3 separate regions of the Mus musculus genome follow, and regions 2 and 3 are each linked to region 1. The links are chromatin contacts, called in public ChIA-PET and promoter capture Hi-C maps. All regions are on one chromosome and are shown on one strand. The core of a region is the stretch at or near the end of the contact, and the rest is flanking DNA. Distances in the headings are between cores, read along the strand shown. Region 1 holds the start of Abcb1b (ATP-binding cassette, sub-family B (MDR/TAP), member 1B). Region 2 holds the start of Crot (carnitine O-octanoyltransferase). Region 3 overlaps Abcb1a (ATP-binding cassette, sub-family B (MDR/TAP), member 1A).

Region 1 (3,753 bases), core at 719-3,218:
TTATCCTCGCCGGTGGACAGGTGGCGTGCTTTCCGGTGTGATAGCTGCATTTTTCTGTAACGAAGCCTCTCTTGTATGCTTTGTATTTCTCTCTTACTATGTTTCCTTGCACTCAGAACATTGGTGGGCCACTAAATGTAATGCTTCTAGAAATCACTTATAGCATTTACTTTCTTCGAAGTTCAAACCCTTCTCGATTGCTCTTATGTCTGGTTTGTGGGGTTTTGGGGGGTTTTTTTGTTTTTTTTTTGTTTTTTTTTTTTTTTTTTTTTTTTTTTTTTTGTATTTTATTTATTGTGTTTGGATGCATCCACAAGCGTGACAAGCAAGGCAACGGCCTGTGCAGGTCAAGATCAACTTGAAGCTTGCAGTTGGTTTCTGATTCTACCACATGGGTTCTGGAAAAGGAATTCAAAACTAGGCTTGCCAGTCTTGGAAGGAGGCCTTTGGGACCATCTTGCTGGTCCTCCTGTGTCTTCTGACCAGTCCATTAAATCCTGCTTCCTTGTTTGTTAGTACTGGAAACTCCAGGCTCACTTTGTATTTTCTCTGCAATAGGTCTGGCTGAAGTTAACTGTTCTATGCCGTGTACCTTTCTTTACTAGAAAACTTCAAGAGTGTCTTTCTGTACTACCCTTTTCAGTGGACTAAAAATGAGTGACTGAAAAAAATCATACTGATGTTTCTTATTCTAATTTCACATTATTAAATGTAAAGTTTACTTTCACTTTGTACTTTCCCTCTTTATACTGAAATCTTGTTTCCGAATACTATTAATATAGCTACTAATTCCTATTATCTTAGTTTACAATTTTCTATATATAATGAACCCACTGAGGTAAGTTTTTAATTACTGGCGACACGCAGTCCACTATGATAAAAATATATTGAGAGTAACTATTTTCTCTTAGCAATTACAGTTTCAATTTTTCTAATTTAAGTATAGGTAAGCAACCTTAAACCATATAACTGTATTGTTCTGTTTCACCTGTTATGCCACATTCTGTGTTTGTATACGTGTTTATCAGAAGATAATGGGCCACAGTGAGCACCCAAGCAGCATAAGGCTCAAGGCATGAGCGATCAACAGCGCTCAAAAAAGCCGAGGTCATAAAACTAAAAAGATGTGAGTAGAGGCTGAATTCACAGAAGCATCCATCTGTCACACACATCTGAAGGACTGCTCCAAGCAGAGGAGTTCCTTCCAAGGGCTGAAATAACGCCCACGCCCACTAATCATTTAAAACAGTGCCGGAGGCTACAAATTGGCCAGAATGTACAAGCACGAACGTGAAATAATTTGGCTACCTCTTTTTGCCCATCTTCGAGAAGTTCTTGTCTGCTCTTCCCTTAAGGTTCTCTTCAAACTCCATCACCACCTGAGGAGAAACCAGTTCATTAGCCAAACACGTGGCCGCGGGGACCAGAACCTAGGCAGAGCTCACTGCCCCACGGAGCCAAGAGAGGAGGAGGAGCCCCGCCCTGATGCTCCTGGGGCCGGGCCTGGGGGTAACTCACCCCGGGGAATCCCGGGAAGCTGTGTCACCCGCGTGGACCGGGTGCTCGGCTCTGGGTCCCGCCACCCCGCCCTGCTGGGTCCCTTCCGCCCTGGCGCGCTCCTCCACCAGCCCGCGGCTGCGAGCTGGGCAGCGAGATCCACAGCACAGGGCTGGCGCGGAAAACACCGTCCTGAAGGCTGCTGCTGCGGGTGCTCTTGGAGCGACTTGTGGCTGTCGCCACTTGGTCCCCACAGACTCAAGAGGACGCTACCACCCGGACCGGACTCAGGCATCCGGAGCACCGCACTCTTCCGAGAACTGCCTACCTCACGTGCCACCTCCGGGTTTCCTTCGCAAAGTCAGCCAAGATGTAGAATTTGGAAGTAGCTCTGAGTTGAGCGGAACCTCAGAAGATGGAAGCAGCGGCCTCAGCCTCTTACGGCTTCAAGAGCCACTGCGGGAAGGAGCCAGAGGGCTTCCTCGGGCCCCGGATTAAAATAGATGCCAGCGGCCGCCCTAAGGCCCGGCAGCCAATCAGCCTGGTGGGTGGGATTGGGCATGGGCAGCTGGAGCGGTTGCGAAACAGGAGATACTTCCAGGCTTACCCTGATTTTTTTGAGAAGGGCGCTGGTTCCCTCAGACATTTACATAGACTTGTCTTTACGTGTTCAGGTAAGTGTCCATACAGAAGTGTATATACCTGGATAGTACACAGTTGGTTCTCTGATGAGTCATACTTAAAAAGACACTTTCCCTGACATAGCTAATCTAATATAATTAATAAAGCAACCAGGGACCTTGCTTATTCTGTAAAGTTTTTTTTTTTTTTCTGACAGCATTGCTTTCTAGGCTGGTAGAAATTTTTCTGTGAAATATATATATATATATATATATATATATATATATATATATATATATATATGGTCTTGGCTTGGATGATAGTCCTATACAATTTCAAGGTAGAAATGATATTTCAAAGTACATAGTATTTTCAACTTCTAACTCTGGAATCAATATCTGTGTTTTTTCCCAGGGCATATCAAGTTCTTAGATGTTCTGGAATTCTGACTGATGCAGATATTTGCGTGTAGCAGGTCTTTTTCTGTCTACTTGTAACTGACTGTGACCTAACTTGCTGGCAACTCAGTGGCTGAGAAATGTCAACCTGAGATAGACAGAGTTCCTTGTCTCAATGACATTGAAGCACTGACCACCTGGGTGGAGACTCCTGTTTCTTCTACCAAGATGTCTGTTTCCACAGATAGCAAGAAGTAGCCACCTTTGTTTTTATTTAACTCATTGTCTATGGGGTGAGCTGGGGTCTCCTTCTTGAACAAGATGGAGATTTTACTTGGTCTTTAAAATTGGCTTTATTAAGGTAAGGACACACCACGAAAGGAGATCTGTGCCTTACCTGCTCCTCGGGGGCTTCAGGGTGAGGACAGAGCAGTTTGTCATCCTAGGGCCCAGACCATCTTTTCCCTGGCTGTTAGTGTGGTTACCTCATGTCTGACTACGAGCCCTGTTACTAGCTCCCAGGCCTGCAGGTTCTTCCGCTCTTCAGCTTCCTTTTAACCCCGGCACCCCTTCTCATCTCAACATGCGTGGGACTTGCAGTTCACCCTTAAAATCTGTGGGGAGCGAGCTCCTTCAGCAGAACTGTTAAATATAGCACTTTAAGGAGTTGTCACTTGTGTTACCAACAGTAATGACAGGAGCAAGGCTCGAAAACAAAGCTATAAGGTAGGTTTATGAGATAGTGTTTAGATTTAGGAATGACAGAGAGTGCAGCTCCCTCACCTAATTCAGCAATGTCAACAGTACAGCCACCTGCCATCCCAGCTTCCAGTGTTCCGGTGATGTACCAACAGGGAGAGAATGCACAGCCGTCCTGAAAGCCCGAACCATGTATTCTGTATCCCCTGAGTGACACATATGCCTCTTCACTTGCTGCCTTTCCAAGATGCCTGACCCATGCCCCTTATGACTAAGGACAGCTTTGAATGCAGCCCAACAAAAAAATTGTAAACCTACTTAAAACATTGTTTAAGATTTTTTTGTGTGTGTGAACATTTTCTGTAAAGCATGAACACTGTAGATAGGAATGCTGGGTCCCAACATCAAAAGGCTAGAAATGCCCAGAAGAAGAAAACTTCATTGTTTGTCAGAAGGTAAAGATATTTCTTCTTCTTTCTGCACTTAACCCACATCAACACCAACATCAACATCAACACCAACACCAACACCAACACCA
Region 2 (3,753 bases), core at 674-3,173, 200 kb before region 1:
GTACAGATGGTTGTGAGCCTTCATGTGGCTGTTGCGAATTGAATTTTTAGACCTCTGCTCACTCCGGTTGGATACTCCAGAAGAGGGAGTCAGATCTCATTATGGGTGGTTGTGAGCCAGCATGTAGTTGTTGGGATTTGAACTCAGGTCCTCTGGAAGAGCAGTTGGTGCTCTTACCTGCTGAGCCATCTCTCCAGCCCGAATGATTTTTTATATAACTTTAATAGTCAATTTTAAGACTTGGGACAAGTTGTTGCTATAAGACATACTCCAAAAGCTTGCAATATCTTCCTCAGCCATCAAGATCTGTCTATCCTGAGCTAAGAAATACAAGCTTGTTCAAATTTAATCTGAGTGCTACCGATTTTAAATTTGACATTAAAATATCTATTATACATTTGGTAGAAAACATTTTCAGGACTCTGCTTAATTACAGTTTTACAGAGATGGTCATTTTTCTCACATTCTCCAGGTTCTACTGATTTTTTTCAGTCCCGAGGTTGTTTTCTTTTTATGAGAAGCCAAGATCTTCATGGAGACACCGTTTCTGCTTAACAAAACCAGGAAGAAGAGAAACTTGCAGCAGGGCTTGAATGTAGCTCAGTGTTAAAGACCCTGCATAAAGGCCTGGTTTGGTGAGATTACCAAACTCACAAAAACAGTGAAGGTGAGTGACCCTAAATTCTTTGCCACCAGCAAACATTCAATATGCGTAAACTTCTAAAGAGGTGCCAAAATTTTTTTTACTAAAAAAAAAAAAAAAAAAAAAAAAAAAAGACAATGAAGGTTTCTGAGAAATCCAGTCAGTCTAAGAATTCTATTTTCGAAGCATAATATAATATCCGGAACGGAACACTTACATACTATGAGGGGGAAAAGTTCTTTAACACAGTCACTTTGACAAGCTTAGAGAGATTATCCAGCTTGATTATGTAATACCTCCAGCAACGCTGTGCAGTCATGAAACATATTAGTAATTCTGCGGGAAACTCAAAAGGATTTCGGAAAGACAGCAGCTTTTAATATACTAATTTGAAATGAAGTCATTAAACTGTTGAATAACTTAACTATGCAGGAGCAGGTAAAATATTTTTCCTTCCACGAAAACAAAACAGAAGTACAAATAAAAAGTGTATATAAGTTTAAAATTGTATCAATTTATTTCAGGAGGTAAATGAAAAAAAGGGCATTGACCTGTGAAACTAAAAATACCTCATAGTCTTCCTCTAGGACGTGCTAGCTTTTTAAAAACGCAACTTCTTGGATGATAAAAATATTCAGGCAAGGCCAAAGCTTGAAGCTTGACCATCGCTAGAGACTGCAAGGGCTTGCCCTAGATGGCTGGGAGTTGGCCAAATCTTAAGTCTCAAAGAGGCGACGAGGCCAAACCGGATCCATTCGCCTGCTATTCTCTTGCCAGCACACAGGGTAGACAAAATAAAATGTCTCAGTATAAATTCTTAAATTTATATCTAAAGTAGTATAAATGCTTGCCTGGGCCATGCAAAGGAGGCTGGCACAAAGAAGGGGGAGCGACTGGGAAGAAAGAACACAGCGCCAAGCCCCTAAGAGTTCGGCGAAAAGCAGGCTGAGCCGTGGGCCTCCTTACGCAGCCACAGGGCTGTGCCCGAGAGTGGGTAGATCTCTGGACGGAGGCCAATCTCCCGCAGCATCCGGAAGGAAGCTGCTGTAGCGGGGACTGCAGGGCGCTTATCTGACTTTCTGCTGCGTTCCCGGGGTCTGCAGCCTAGGACGCCACCAGAGCCCGAGAACCCGGCGGGGGCGGGACCAGCAAGCCTCGACAGCCCACCCCTTCCAGCGCGGGGTGGGACCCTCGCGGCTTCCCGTCCAATCCCGTTCCCCGACGCGCACAGGGCGGGACCCTCGCGGTTTTCCGTTCTGGTCCGGCCTCAGGACAGCCCAGAGCCTGCAGGCCGACGCAGAGGGACAAGAGGGGCGCGGGAGGTGAGGATTCTGGGGCCGGCTGCTCGCTCTCCTTCCCCTCCCACATGGCGAGGGGGTCGAAGGGTATTGCAGTAGCAGGAAGCCGAGCTGAGTGCAGTCGGGCTGTGCGCCCAGGCGCCCCGTCTGGCGCGGGCGTGGTGCCCCCCCCCCCCCCCGAGCATCTTGCCCTTCTGGTTTGGGGTGTCCTCTCTCAGTTGCACCGGCCTCGCTAGAGTGCTAGAGTGCTAGAGTGCTTGATCGATTGGTTGGTTTTGCGTGTGCATGTTTCTTGGTTTTTCTCCCCTTGTCCTTATCCTCGGTGAGAAGCTGCCCTTGTTTTGGTGGGAGGAGTTTCTGAACTTTATTGCTTTCTGCTTCTGCTGCAACCTCCCCGCGGGCACCGGAAGGTTCCCTGTGCCCCTTGGGTCCATCTGATAGGCTGCTTGGAACATAGCTAGCTCTGTAGTGATATAAATCTCATGTCTAGCAGATGTCCGTTCTCTGTATTTCCAGCTTCTGTCACTATCCTCTTCTCCTTTCCTGATCTTTACTTGAGTGTATTTCTTCCTTTCCACAGTCACCAGGCTTGGCCAGTTCGGGTTCCCTGTGGTTTCCTTTCCGAATTGTTCAAGCAGGCTCCTGGAGGTCCTGAGCACTTCTTCGTGGTTTACTGGTATGTGACCCTATTTGTTTACTTCCTGGTTCTATTTTCCCACCTCTCTCGCGTTCACATCACCTTGCTTTCAGAAAGTCCACTGTCATCGTTTTCTTAATTTTATTGGAATCGTTTAACTAGTTTTATATGGTTGAAAACTTAAGACAACTCTTAAAGAATCTGTAGTCGGCTTAACCTTGCAGGGGCTAAGCACTGCAGCAGGCATAAAATTAGTACTCTGGTCTTCTTTGTGGGATCTGTTAAATGACAAGGAAGTGTAATGAGATCAGCTTGCCCGGCATGCTTGCATTAGTTTCCTATTGCTGTTACAGCAGACAGTGACATGTTTAGCGGTTAAAGGAACACAGACTTTGAGTTTCTGAAGATCTGAAGTCCGAGCAAGCTTAGCTGCTTACCCTGCATGGACGCACAAAAGGAGAGACCAGGGTTTCTGTTATGAGTTACTTTCTGAAGTTTTAGGGGGAGACTCCCTTTTCAGGTTCATTCGAGTTGGCAGAGTCTAACCCCTGTTCACTTGCATTAGGATTAATCCCATTTCCTGCAAGTCCTGTTTGTCTCTGAGTTCGTTAAGGACATGGATGTAGACACAGATCATTAAAGACATAGATGTAGACACAGAGGTGTGGCAGTATCTCTGCTCAAGCACTCAAATGATTAGGTTAGGTCCTCTCTATTTTAAGCCTTTTTTTTTTTTTTTTTTTTTTTGTAGGTGAAACCCAGTTGCAACCATAGGAGTAATGATGTTCTATCATAATGACAAGTTCTGGGGACTAAAAAGAGTAGGTAGGAGTTAGGTCATCATAACAATTCTGCCCATTATAGTCCATAATATAGTTGTTTCAGGATGAGTTGTTTTTATGGCATTAAAAAGTCTGATGACTAATTATATGGTTATACATGCCAAGATAAAGAGATTCAATTAAAGTTACTTGCCTAGAGCTGGGTGGGTGTTGGTGGCATATATTCCCAGCACTAGGGAGTCAGAGGCAGGCTGACCCATGTGAATTCAGGCAAGCCTGTCTGACAAAAGTTAGTTCCAAGCCTGCCTGGGGTATATAGTAATATTCTAACCCCCCCCCCCAAAAAAAAGACAAATTTTGAGGCTCAGTGAGATGGCTCATTGGATATTGACA
Region 3 (3,753 bases), core at 639-3,138, 130 kb after region 1:
GTTTTGGTATTTATAAAATGTTTTAAAAAAATCAACACAGCTGTTACAAAGATTACAAAGCAATGCAGAAAACTTTTATCAAGAAGGTAGTATGAAACATGAAATATCCATTACTATTATTGGTTTGCAAACATAACTAAGAATTTTCAGACTCTCATAGTCAAAGAAGAAGAAGGCAAAGTTGTAACAACATATCAGGTACAGCATAAGACTGTATAAGCATATAACTTAACTAGTTATAGTTGAAGGCCTTTAACATAAAAGGAAATGGAAACTATTTGGTTAGAGACTGGTAGAAAGGACAGAGAAAGTAAACCAAGAACACAGAACGAAACAAACTGGTATTGAAAGCTAAAGGTGAATCGTGCCAGGGAAGAAGTGGAAAGTACAGGCAGAAAAGCCCTTTAGATAATATTCATGGCATGAATAGAAATATGACTTCACTAGAGCCACTGAGTTAGAGAATTCATTCACTCATTCAACATTTTAAGTTTGTTTAAAGAGCTAATGAGATTCATGTTTGGCTCTAAGTACTGGCAATGATGGTGGGTAACACAGGCTACCTGTCCTTAGAATGCTTAGAGTGCATGCAGTTGGGAATAGGAATGGATATGGTCACTATCCACCCAGTGTCTAGGAACCTACTAAGGCTCTGAGCACTCTTCTAGACTCCTGAGGAACAACAGTGAGCAAAACATTAAAACACTCCACTCTTGTGAGCACACATTCAGGAAAAAGAGAAACATCAGCAGTGGGGAAGCGGCTAAGCAGTTACAGGATATAACTTCAGGTGACTGATAGGGCCAGTGGGTTTAGACAGGCAGGTCAGGGAACATCTTTCTGAGATGAAACCTCAGTAACAGGAAGGATGCAGCTTTTGTTGTGGGGATCTCTAAGTCATGCATTCAAGTAGAAAGCATACATGCAAAGATGCTTAAGTAGACACAAGCTTGGTATATATTAAAGAACAAACACTATAATAAGAATGGGAGCAGATGTCTGTAATTAGATCATAAATAAGAGAGTCATACCATAAATGGTATGCATATAAGAAACAGCTTAGTTTTTACTCCAAAGTTTCCCTTAAGTAAAAAGGAAACGCATTAGAACCCTTAAGTAGAGAAGAAAAGCAGTACAGCACTCGAAGGACTGGACTGAAGTGAACTCGTGTGACTCTGACAGGTTGGCCTTGGGAAGTATGAAGCTGGAGTGGCTGCTAGAATAAAATAAAGCCTTGCCAGGAACGAGAGGCAAAGGAATGTCACTCCTAACATGTGCACAGTCTGGCCCTGGGACACTGTCTGTGAATGTGCTTTCTTACATTGTCTGACATGGTAAACAGGACTGCAGATGTTAGGAATCTGGGAAAGATTACCCTGGGACATTCAGATAAACCCACTGTAATCATAAAGATGCTTCTAAGAGGCAGGTAGGTGCTCAGAGACTATGGTGATACCAAGGAGGGGACATGGGAATGTAAGAGCCCCTAGAAGCTCAAAATGGGGAGGAAACAGATTCTTACCAAGAACCTCCAGAATGAATGCAATCTTCCTGACACACTGACTTTAGTTTACCCAAGAACTGGAAGAGCATAAATTTGTGTTGTCTTAAATCTATCTCGTGGCATTTTCTTCTTAAATCTACCTAATGGCATTTTCTACAGCAACACTATAGAATAAATGCACAGAGTCAAAAAGAGTGATAATAAAAAGAGCTAGCTTTCTTTAGAAGGAATCAGAAGCTATAACTGAAACTGATACATCTGAGTTCATGACTTCATGGACAGAGCCATCTTAGGAGAAGAGGACCATGGTGTAAGTATAATTGGCAAAGGCAGAGTATGGGTGGGGATGTTATAATTGAGTCAAAGAAAACAGTCTGGTCTGATACAGCTACTAAAATAGAAGGATGACTGGGGCATAGGTAAATGAAGCTGAGCAAGGAGGAGTAAGTAAGGGATATCATTGTGAATGGATAGAAAGAGTGCTTGGCATGAGGATCAAACACATTTCAAAAACATCTGTAAAGAAGCAGATGAATACCAGCTTTGTCAGTGATTCAGGGGATACAGGATTGAGAAACTCCTAAAGGGGAAAGGTGACACCAGAAGACAAAGAGGTGGGAGGAAAACCACACTGTAGTATCACAGAAACAATGCAGTGGCCATGACAAGGGCAGCTTCGAAGTCAGGCAGAGTTTTCAGATATCCACAGAGCTGAGTAAGTGATAGGGATAGAAACCAAATTCCAAAACATTCAAGCTAATTGGCAGCAAAGATTTAAGAGACTTGCCAATGGGCCAAACTCCATTCAGAAAGACTGGGGAAATGGAAGAAAAGGAGTGACCGTAGCTGTGTAGAGAAGAGGTGGGAACCAAAGTTCAAAGTTCAAGTGAATGATGTGATGTAAGAACTGGGCCAGGTGTGGTGGTACACAACTATAATCACATTACTTCTACTAAGCTAGAAAGAATATGCTCGTTTCAAGGCAGCATGGACTATACAGTAAGACTTTAAAGAAACAAACACCTCACTAACACTGGGTGTCTCTACCGTGAAGAACAGGAGGGAACAGATCCAAGTTCGGGTAGGTTTGTAAGATTATCACTGTTATAAAGGTCAAGGAGTGGTTGTTCATATAACAATAAAAGTCACAGGGTGAGTAAGAAGATCAGGAGTGGGAAGAAGACACTAAGCCAGGCGGCAAAGTCTTCAATGGCCAGATGGTCGTAAGATAACAGCATTAACAAAGAACTCTTCAGCTTCAGAGAGGTTACATTTTAACCAACCGTATGCTATCACAAACGATTACAGTTTTAAAAAGAAATAGTCTACTCATGTATCTAGGGAAAAGTTGTACCTTCCAGTACAATAGGTATGTGACTGTGAATTGTAGAACATTACATAACTTCTTAGTGTGCATTCTGCCCAGCTATGATAAGAGGATAAGAGGACTTCAAACATCAGACAATGCATGTAAGGTCCTGACCAAGGACTGGTTCCTGACTCTGAGTGCTGCCATGCATTTAGAATGATGATGGCTAATATGGTGCATAGTGTAGACAGCTCAGGGTTAAATCTGCCACAAAATGCTAACAGGGTGTGTGAACTTTGAGGAGCTCATTTTAAAGGAATCACAAACAACTTGGCACTTCTTCTTTTACTTCCACCTGTCCAGTTTCCCCTACTTCATTTCAAGTTTATTCTACATTTGTGTTTCTAACTAAAATGAGGCCTGACATAAAAAGAAAACTGGTATAAAAATGTGCATGAGTTGTTTGCTTTGTAGCCATTCCCTCAAGACAGCTAAGGTTCCCTAGTAAACATAAGTGAACTTTGGGAGCAGAAAGAGCCCAGAAATGTTTAGAGAAAACCACTTAGATATTTGGTATCTAGCATGTGAATCTGGGAAGGATCCATCATTGTAAATGGTAAATGTGGCCATTTTGCAGTATGAATTATGCTAAGTGAATAAATCTACAATTTTGTTACATGCTATGTAGGAAGTTCCTTAATGATCAGCTCAGAGTGAGAACCTTGGCCCTGTCACTGAAGGGCCACCAACAAGCATTATTTTGAATCTGTTGTCATAACTTGCAACTCCTTGCTGGTGAAATGGGTGTTTTGGACAGGTAACTCTGGGAGTTTGTTCTCTTCTGAACCTCATTCCATGTGACTTTCACCATTACTGACTTTTTTTTTGTATCCTCTTGTAATAATAAAACTTAGCTGCAGCTTTTCAGAGAGCTGTTGTC

The links. ChIA-PET counts read pairs in DNA pulled down with a chosen protein or histone mark. Capture Hi-C pulls out chosen DNA fragments and counts their contacts.
Region 2: a contact with region 1 is called in a promoter capture Hi-C map of adipose tissue. The contact joins the promoter of Crot here to the promoter of Abcb1b in region 1. A contact is called at or near these places in 8 of 39 promoter capture datasets (the 3T3-L1 cell line, 3T3-L1-derived adipocytes, the C10 cell line and 3 more), 4 of 115 datasets of contacts at active chromatin or transcription factors (the SCID.adh cell line, effector CD8 T cells, microglia and 1 more) and 2 of 9 other capture datasets (adipose tissue and liver).
Region 3: an RNA polymerase II ChIA-PET map of effector CD8 T cells shows a contact between it and region 1, with 78 read pairs. The contact joins the enhancer-like site here to the promoter of Abcb1b in region 1. A contact is called at or near these places in 4 of 39 promoter capture datasets (the C10 cell line and liver), 5 of 484 Hi-C or Micro-C datasets (B cells, LSK cells, Th1 cells and 2 more), 11 of 115 datasets of contacts at active chromatin or transcription factors (the 230-238 cell line, CD8 T cells, bone marrow-derived macrophages and 5 more) and 3 of 9 other capture datasets (adipose tissue, liver and pancreatic islet).

Annotation. Positions count from the first base shown.
Region 1 is chr5:8,796,362-8,800,114 of GRCm38.p6, reverse strand. It overlaps Abcb1b (ATP-binding cassette, sub-family B (MDR/TAP), member 1B), which reads right to left and starts at 1,968. Exons shown (of 28, transcript NM_011075.2): 1 at 1,826-1,968; 2 at 1,309-1,379. The coding sequence starts at 1,373. It overlaps Gm5106 (predicted gene 5106), which reads left to right and starts at 1,592. Exons shown (of 3, transcript NR_152133.1): 1 at 1,592-2,171.
Region 2 is chr5:8,995,316-8,999,068 of GRCm38.p6, reverse strand. It overlaps Crot (carnitine O-octanoyltransferase), which reads left to right and starts at 1,923. Exons shown (of 18, transcript NM_023733.3): 1 at 1,923-1,965; 2 at 2,522-2,617.
Region 3 is chr5:8,666,881-8,670,633 of GRCm38.p6, reverse strand. All of the region lies in intron 5 of Abcb1a (ATP-binding cassette, sub-family B (MDR/TAP), member 1A), which reads right to left. Among named protein-coding and RNA genes, the nearest start is that of Gm31157, 27 kb to the left of the region's middle. Within about 2 kb of position 1,888, at least 38 of the 459 cell types and tissues checked have an H3K27ac peak or open chromatin away from gene starts, as enhancers often do. A contact at or near this core is called in CD8 T cells, Th1 cells, effector CD8 T cells and 2 more, where this site is marked.